Linked DNA regions of Pan troglodytes: regions 2 and 3 are each linked to region 1. A link is a contact called in public Hi-C data. All regions are on one chromosome and are shown on one strand. The core of a region is the stretch at or near the end of the contact, and the rest is flanking DNA. Distances in the headings are between cores, read along the strand shown.

Region 1 (2,890 bases), core at 159-2,658:
AAGCTTTCAAGGAAGCTGTGGTTCATACTCCAAGTTCCGTTTGCGCTTCCAGCTGGACAAAATATAGACACAGACGCACTCAGCTAAGTAATTGGATTCACTACCTGGAATATTTAAATTGTTTTCAGACACTGGAAAATGGCTTAAGAAGATTAAAGAAAAATACCCTAGAGGATAACAGGCTATAATTTACTAGGTGGAAAATCTTTTCGGCAAGAAGAACGCCTCATTCTCCTATAATTCCTTCTGATTAAGAGATGTATTAGTCATTTGGACTTAAATTTGCTTAGAGCCTGGCAACTCGGGTTTATTTCAGTAGGTTTTTCTTATCGAACCTTTAGAATGACACCCAGGACATAAAACTGATACCATAATGTTCTCCATCCGAAGATTCGCATGTTTTCAGCTGGATAACTAATTTACGTGTTTTGAAGACAACTGGGGTAGAGGGGAAGGGGAAGTCATTTGAAGTCCTGGGGTCTGGGCCGCTCGTAAAGCATTAGAGACCCCGGCGCTGGGCTAGGCTCTGCCCTACCTGGCAAATGGTGCAGGTAAATCGTGGGGCAAACTCTCAACCTGTCTATTTCAGGCAGAAGACTCCAATCAGCTCAGTTCTCAAAAGTCAGCCCTCCCCACTTGCCTGCAGGCCCATGAGCCCCCCAGGACCCCTCAAGGGCCCCCATTCTGTTCACGCCCTCCCCAGATGTGTCCCTGCAGCCCTTTTCAGGGACCCTCACTCCGGAGCCAGGCGCTGAAGTTTGGCATCAACGACCACCTGTTGGCTGGACCGTTGTGTCCTCCGCCGCGTGGGCTCCCACAAAAGCGCCAAGAGGGTTCGCAATCACTAAAGTGTTTTGAACTTCAGGCCCTTCCTTCTTGAAATCGGGCAAAAGAGGTAATAGGGGGTGCGTCCGCAGGCGGAGAGGGACGCGATTTGTTCACACCAGGCGCTTTCCAGTTGGTCCCAACTTCACACTCCCTACTTTCCGAACTCTCAGGACCTGTCACCAGGCAAAGCTTGCCCCTCCCTCTCCACTGGCCCAAAAGATGTAAGACCCTCAGGGGGCGCCTGCCAGACCCAGAAAGGATGGCAACTACTGAAGCCCGATGAAACAGGAGCGCGCGCAAAGCTTCTGCCCTTGGACATCCGCTTTGGCAGATGCCAACCTGTGCGCCCGAGGCTGCCCCTGCCCGCTCCCAGTGCGCCCATTGCATAACGCGCCCCTTGCCCCACCCCCACGACGCCCGCCCTGCCCGGTGCCCGAGCCAGCGCCCCGACTCGGGCCGCCCCAATACTTACATCATCCCACTTGACGAATTTGGTGCCCTTCTTGAGGCTGTCGGACACGCACACGGGCTTGAGTTGCAAGGCGTGCACTCCGGGTTGAGCCCCGGCCATCTGGGCTCATCTGGGCTCCGGGCGGCCCGGGCGAGCGCGGCAGGGACTGGGGACCGCGCGCGGGGCGCGGGGCGCGGGGCGCGGGCTCCTTTCTCTGCTCCGGAGGCGCTCGACTCTGCTCCCCGCCGGCCTCCCCGGCCTCCCGGCCTCCGCACCTCCCTCCGGCGCCGCTCAGCAGGCAGAGCGCGCGGGGGCGCAGCGCCCGGCCATGCCCCGGGCGGGACGCGAGGTCTGGAGCCCGCGGTGGATGAGGAGCCTCGGAAGGCGAAGAGAAGCCGAGCCGGTCAGCCGAGGCTGCCAGTCGCGGCGGATTCTGCTCCTCCGCCGCCGCCGCCTCAAAGCGCACCATTCAGCACATCCTCTATACACAGAGGGAGAGAGCGAGTGACACACGCCCGGCGCCCCCCCTAACCGCTCTTTTCCCTCCTCCCTCCTCCTCCCCCCCGCCCCCCTTCCCCGCCACCCTCGCTCGCTGGGTCCTTCCTTCCCCCCGCGGCTCCCAGCCCAACTTTGCACGCTGGGTCAGGCGCCAGGAAGCGGGGACGCAGCGGCACCTCCTGGCTCCCGAGCCCCATTGCAGCCAACGCCTGCCTCCCGCATTCGCTCTGAGCATGCCCCGTGCCCTGGTTGCAGAGGTCCTAGGGGTCCCCAGGAGCCTTACGCTCTTTGGGGTTTTCTTGGGAATTTGGGCTCGAGCTCCGGAGCGTCTTTGGATCCCAACTGGGTGGGAAAAGGGGCCCATCGGGAGGAACCAAAGAGGCAACCCCTGGCTTTTGGCTCTAGCTGGAGCTCTCCAGCGCCGGCCACAAACCAGCTTTTTGAAGAGAATTATCATTTATCAGCAGAGAAGAGCGCAGTTGAGAGGCTCTTTGAGGAAACCTCTCCGCGCCTGAGAGTTTGCAGCGCGCTGATCTTGAAACCCGGGCAAACGGTTACGTTGTGCTTTTGAGACAGAAAGCCCATCCTAAAGAAAGCAAAGGTTTTATTTTCCGAGGAAGAAAGAGGATGCCCTCTCCCGCTCCTCTCCTTGAGTGTGTAGGATGTGTGGCGGGCGGGGGAGAGTCTTATTAATAGAAACTTGCTCATTTAGGAACATAGGTCCAGGAATGTTTGTCTTCACTCCTTCCACAAACATTTCTCAATTCAAGAAAGAAAGGGAGGGAGGGAAGAAGGGAAAGAGGAGGACCAGAATGGGTAAAATTTTAAAGACTGGTAATACCAAATGCTTGAAAGGATGTGGAGCAACTGGAACTCTTTTTTATTATTATTAAGGAGAGAGAGGAGAGGGAGAGGGAGAGAGAGAGTGAGTGAGTGTGAGAGAGAAGAGAGAGAGAGAGAAAGAAGAGAGAGAGAGACGCGGGAGGTGGGGGGGGCGGAGAGAGAGAGAAATAGCTTGGAACTCTTGTTCATTGCTGGAGGGAATATAAAATAGTAAAACCACTTTGGAGAATAGTTTCTTATACAGTAAGATATTTACTTATCATACAACCT
Region 2 (2,758 bases), core at 121-2,620, 180 kb before region 1:
TGGTGAAGCTGTAGAAAAAAGGGAAAGCTTACCCACTGCTGGTGAGAGTAGTATAAAATTGTAGCACTAATCACAGCAGAAAAGACATGGCATCAACTCAGGTGCCCATCAGTGGGGGTGCATATACACCATAGAATACTATGCAGCAGCCACAAAAAATAACAAATCATGTCCCCTACAGCAACGTGGATGCAGCTAGAGGCCTTAATCCTAAGCAAATTAACACAAAGCCAGAAAACCAATATTACATGTTCTCACTTATAAGTGGGAGTTAATCTTGGGTAAACACAGACATCAAGATGGAAACAATAGACACGGGGGCTCCAAAAGGAGGGAGAGTGGGAGGGGGCCAAGGACTGAAAAACTATCTGGGTGATGGGATCAATAGAAAACTATCTGGGTGACGGGATCAGCATCACGCAATATATCCTTGTAACCAACCTGCACATGTAACCCCTGAATCTAAAATAAAAATGGAAATTAAACAAAACAAAAGATAAATGATGATTAATGGACCATTTTCATCACCCTAGACAGCCCCCAAATACCCCTTTCCAGGCCATCCCTGTCCCAGCACCCAGAGGTAACTGCTGTTTCTTTTTTCACCATAGATTAATTTGGTTTGTCCTATAAATTCATCTAAATGCAATAAAACAGTATATACTCTTGGTAAAAGGCTTCTTTCACTCAGCATCATGTTTTGAGATTGATCCATAAGCTTGGGACTAACAGTTGAACTTCATTCAACTTTGTGTTGTTAAGTGGTATTCATTGGTGAAATTTACAACTAAACATTTTCCAGCTTTTGTTCAGATGATTCAAGTTGATTAGAATGCTGATTTCGATAATTTGTTTTAAAAACATGATTTCCTTTAAAGAAAATATTTCCAAAGGGATGGGGAAATTTTTTTTCCACTAGAGAGACCCACCGTAACAAAAACAAAAGCTCTGAAGGTAAACTCCTTGAAATCCATTTCTGCTCCACAACAAAACCACAACAAATCTCTCTTTTAATCACTGAAAATGTTTGAAACTGATTAAAAGATAGTTGGAAAAAAACAGAAAACACTAAAGATTACACAGTAGAAATTTTATCTTTAAGACTCATTGCTGGCCTAAGAAAACCAATCAACCATATCAGTACTTAGGCATAGCAGTAGCAATATATAACCTGAAGAAAAATTCCCTGGGTGCTTTATTTCTGGCAAACTCCCTTAATTGGCTAGCGTGCTAATCCCTTTCTTAGAAGAACACTTAGCACTGGAAATGTGTGAGGCAAACACAAAAATACAAGTCCTGGTTTGGTATGCAAATCAGCACCATGGAAACCAGCATGGCATTGCTGAGCTCAGGGCAATCAGCAGGGAGCAGATGAGCTATGAATCAAAGCCCGAAGAAAACTGCTGTCAACGGAATTATGGACGCGATTGCTTCTCACCCTATAGCTGCTCCCTTTGATTCTGAACTAGGAGACTTAAACTTGACACTTCAATGGACTAGGTCATCATGGAACTTCTATTTCTCATTTGTAGTCCCAATTAACAAAACTATTAGCCAGTTTGAATATAGTTGTCCAAGTATGACATTGTTCTACTTACTATTTCCAGTTATAAGAAAAACATTGGTAGAAATCTGGAGGATGTTATGTTTTGTTATTCAACAACAAGAAAAATGCTTTTCCTATGTAGGCCATTACAAGGGCATAGGAATTCTCTTGTCCTTAGTTCTATCTGTAGGACCTTTGTAGACCAGTAAGGTCTTGTGCATTATTCGGGGGTAGGGAGGATTTCCCTCTGTGCCTCGTAGAGGGATATTTTCAAGGATTAATCAAATCATTTTTAGAAAAGCATATCCCCTTGTTCACAGAAGTCCTTCTCTTATGCAAGTGTCTCCCCCAGTCTCCTCAGAAAGGAAGCCATGGGCAACCTACTGTTGTATAAAACCAGAGATTCTCCCACCTCAGATTCTTCATTCCCAAAATAAAATGGGTCAGAAAAATACTATTCCTCCCAGCACTAACAGTTGATGATCCCATGAACCACACTACTTACTTATTTACAATGTTTTTCTTCCCCCCAATAATACTCAGTTCTAGGTCCACATTAAAAAAAAAAAACTATATGGATTTTAAGTCACCAAATCTGAGATTTTTTAAATATTAAAAAGAAAAAAATCTATGAGTCCCTATCTGGGATTCAAAATGAACTACACTACAAAGGCAGAAGAAGTACAGTGCTATGATTGGCAGACATTATTATTATTTTTTATTATTATTACACTTAATTAAGAGTTATGACCAAAAAGTACTGAGAGAGCACTGATTAAGCTATGGACGCTACCTGAGTCCAAATCCCACCTCTTCCACTCACTAGTGATCTCTGACAAGTTATGTAGCCTCCATGTATTTCAGTTTTCTCATCTGTAAAACAGGAACATTCATAGTTGTCCTTTTTGTTCTTTTCGATATACGGAGTCTCGCTCTGTTGCCCAGACTGCAGCGCAGTGGCACGGTCTCGGCTCACTGCAACCTCTGCCTCCCAGGCTCAAGTGATTCTCCTACCTCAGCCTCCCGAGTAGCTGGGATTACAGGCACCTGCCACCGTGCCCAGCTAATTTTTGTGTTTTTATTAGAGAGAGGGTTTCACCATGTTGGCCAGGCTGGTCTCGAACTCCTGACCTCAGGTGATCCGCCCACCTTGGCCTCCCGAAGTGCTGGGATTACAGGCATGAGCCACTGCGCCCGGCCGAACATTCATAG
Region 3 (2,962 bases), core at 330-2,829, 250 kb before region 1:
GTTTGAGCCATCTGGATAGAAGATCAAACCAGCCCCAATGTTCCCTTAAGCCAAAATCTAACCCACAGCAAGGCCCTAACTCTCTTCAGTCCTGTGACAACTGAGAGAGGCTAGAAAGCTGCAAAAGAAAAGTATGAAGCTAGCAGTGGTTGGTTCATGAGGTTTAAAGAAAGAAGCCTTCTCCATAACATACAAGTGCAAGGTGAAGCAGGAAGAGTTGATGGAGAAGCTACAGCAAATTACCCAGAAGATCTAGCTGAGATCATTGATGAAGGTGGCTACACCAAACAACAGATTTTCCATGTAGACAAAACAGCCTTCTGTTGGAAGATGATGCCATCTGGTACCTTCATATCTTGAGAGAAGTCAATGCCTGACTTCAAAGCTTCAAAGGACAGGCTGACTCTCTTGTTAGGCATTAAAGCAGTTGGTAACTTTAAGTGGAAGCCAATGCTCATTGACTGTTCTGGAAATCCTAGGGCCCTTAAGAATTATGCTAAACCTATTTCACGTGAGCTCTATAAATAGCACAACAAAATCTGATAACAGCATATCTGTTTACAGCATGGTGTACTAAATACCTTAAGCTTACTGTTGAGACCTAATGCTGAGAAAGGATTCCTTTCAAAATATTAATGCTCATTGACAATGCACCTGGCCACTCAAGAGCTCTGATGGTGATATACAAGGAGATTAATGTTGTTTTATACCAGCTAACGCATCCATTCTGTAGCCCATGGATCAATAAATTTAACTTTCAAATCTTATTATTCAAGAAATACTTTAGGTAGGGCTACACTGCCATAGACAGGGATTTTTCAGATGGATGTGGGCTAAGTAAATTTAAAACCTTAATTCACCATTCTAGATGCCATTAAGAACATTCAAGATTCATGGGAGAAGGTCAAAATGTCAACATTAAGAGGAGTTTGGAAGAAGCTGATTCCAATCCTCATGGACGACTTTGACTTCAGTGGAGAAAGTCACTGTAGTTGTGGTAGAAATTGCTAGAGGACAATAATTATTATTAGAACCTAAAGGTGTGACTGCTTTGCTGCAATCTTATAATAAAACTTGAACGGGGAGGCAGGGCCAAGATGGCCAACTAGGAGCAGCAGCCATCAGAGAGGCTCCATCAAAAAGAATCATAATAGTGTGTGAATCCTCCACCAGCAATCAAGATATCCAGGTTCTCTCATCAGAACTGACCAGGCAGCTGGCATGATCCATAGAGAGGAAGGAAGAGCAGTGTGGTGTGGTGGTCCACCTGAGAGCCACATGGGACAGGGGAGCCCTCACCCCCCAGCCAAGGGAGGCAGCGAGTGAGCGTGCTACCCAGCCGGGGAAACCATGCTTTTTCCACAGAACTGTGCAACCCATGGATCGGAAGATCCCACTCGTGAACCCACGCCACTGGGGCCTAGGGTCCCAACCCCAGAGCTGTGCAGATTCTCAACAGCCTCTCAGCTCGAATCTGCTTAAGGCTGCCAAGTTCCCAGGGGGAGGGGCCACCAGCACCACAGCTGTGGCTGCCTGCTGTCTAAGCCATTTGAACTCCTTGGAGGAGGGGCAGCAGCCAGCACTGGGACTTGTAACTGCCTGTCACGCTAAGCTCCCTGGGTGGGGAAGGACAGCATCCATCTCTACAGCTCCAGGCCATGCTTTTCCTCTCCTGGGGCCAGGGAGGCTGGGTGGCTTGGTCCCAAGAGGTTCCCCCACAGCCCAACACACCAGCTGTGGCAGACTGCAGCCAGAGTGCCTCTTCAGGCCTGACCCTGACTCATCCTTTCTCACTTGGTGGGGACTCCTTGCAGGAACTCCAACTCCAGCCAGAGGCTCAGGGAAAGAACCCTGATCTTCCTGGGCCTGAGCCCCAGGGAGAGGAGTGGCCGCAGTTTCTGTGGACCAGCAGACTTAGCCTTTCATCCTGGTAGTTCTGAGGAATCCAGGCAGCCCAGAAGAGTGGGTTTCTCCCCAGCGAAGCACATCCCCTCCACCAAGTGACAGTCAAAGTGCTTCATTAAATGGGTCCTGTTCCCTGTGCCACCCAGCTGGGTAAGACCCTCCAACGTGGTTGTCAGACACCCTATACAGGAGCGATCCTACTCGCATCAGGTTGGTGCCCCTTGAGGTCAGAGATGCCAGAAGAAGAGCAGGCACCCATCTTAGCTGTCCTCCAGCCTCCTTGAGTGACATCTCCTGGTGCGAGAGCAAATCAGATGAATAGGGCCTGAAGTGAACCCCCAGCAAACTGCAGCAGCCCTATAGAAGAGGGACCTGACCACTGAAAGAAAAACAAACAAACAGAAAGCAACAACAACAGTATCAACAACAAAAAGTCCCCACAAATACTCCATCCAAGGGTCAGCAGCCTCAAAGATCAAAACTAGACACACTCATAAAGACGAGAAAGAATCAACAAAAAAACACTGAAAACCCAAAATGCAGAGTGCCTCTTCTCCTCCAAAGGACCTCAGTGCCTCTACAGCAAGGGTGCAGAACTGGACAGAGGATGAGATGGATGAACTGACAGAAGTAGGCTTCAGAAGATGGATAATAAAAAACTCCACTGAGCTAAAGGAGCATGTTCTAATCCAATGCAAAGAAGCTAAGAACCTTGATAAAAGGTTAGAGGAGCTGCTAACTAGAAAACCAGTTTAGAGAGGAACACAAATGACCTGATGGAGCTGAAAAATACAGCACAAGAACTTTGTGAAGCATGCACAAGTATCAATAGCCGAATCAACCAAGCAGAAGAAAGGATATCAGAGTTTGAAGACCACCTTGCTGAAATAAGGCATGCAGACAAGATTAGAGAAAAAATAATGAAAAGGAACAAACAAAGCCTCCACAAGATATGGGACTATGTAAAAAGACTGAACCTACGATTGAATGGAGTACCTGACAGGGACAAGGAGAATGAAAAGAAGCTGGAAAACACACTTCAGGATATTATCCAGGA

Evidence for each region. A called contact is a pair of places that touch in the nucleus more often than the background predicts.
Region 2: a Hi-C map of stem cell-derived neural progenitor cells shows a contact between it and region 1, with 2.6 times the contacts expected there. The contact joins the enhancer-like site here to the promoter of PLCB1 in region 1. A contact is called at or near these places in 2 of 7 Hi-C or Micro-C datasets (blood and stem cell-derived neural progenitor cells) and 1 of 1 datasets of contacts at active chromatin or transcription factors (stem cell-derived excitatory neurons).
Region 3: a contact with region 1 is called in a Hi-C map of stem cell-derived neural progenitor cells, with 5 times the contacts expected there. The contact joins the enhancer-like site here to the promoter of PLCB1 in region 1. A contact is called at or near these places in 4 of 7 Hi-C or Micro-C datasets (blood, induced pluripotent stem cells and stem cell-derived neural progenitor cells), 1 of 1 datasets of contacts at active chromatin or transcription factors (stem cell-derived excitatory neurons) and 1 of 1 other capture datasets (stem cell-derived neural stem cells).

What each region holds. Positions count from the first base shown.
Region 1 is chr21:14,676,657-14,679,546 of NHGRI_mPanTro3-v2.0_pri, reverse strand. PLCB1 (phospholipase C beta 1) reads right to left here and starts at 1,408. Exons shown (of 33, transcript XM_063803337.1): 1 at 1,301-1,408. The coding sequence starts at 1,399.
Region 2 is chr21:14,853,898-14,856,655 of NHGRI_mPanTro3-v2.0_pri, reverse strand. The region is part of intron 2 of PLCB1 (phospholipase C beta 1); the gene reads right to left. Among named protein-coding and RNA genes, the nearest start is that of PLCB1, 180 kb to the right of the region's middle. Within about 2 kb of position 1,370, at least 9 of the 24 cell types and tissues checked have an H3K27ac peak or open chromatin away from gene starts, as enhancers often do. A contact at or near this core is called in stem cell-derived neural progenitor cells, where this site is marked.
Region 3 is chr21:14,930,023-14,932,984 of NHGRI_mPanTro3-v2.0_pri, reverse strand. All of the region lies in intron 3 of PLCB1 (phospholipase C beta 1), which reads right to left. Among named protein-coding and RNA genes, the nearest start is that of PLCB1, 250 kb to the right of the region's middle. Within about 2 kb of position 1,579, at least 5 of the 24 cell types and tissues checked have an H3K27ac peak or open chromatin away from gene starts, as enhancers often do. A contact at or near this core is called in stem cell-derived neural progenitor cells and stem cell-derived neural stem cells, where this site is marked.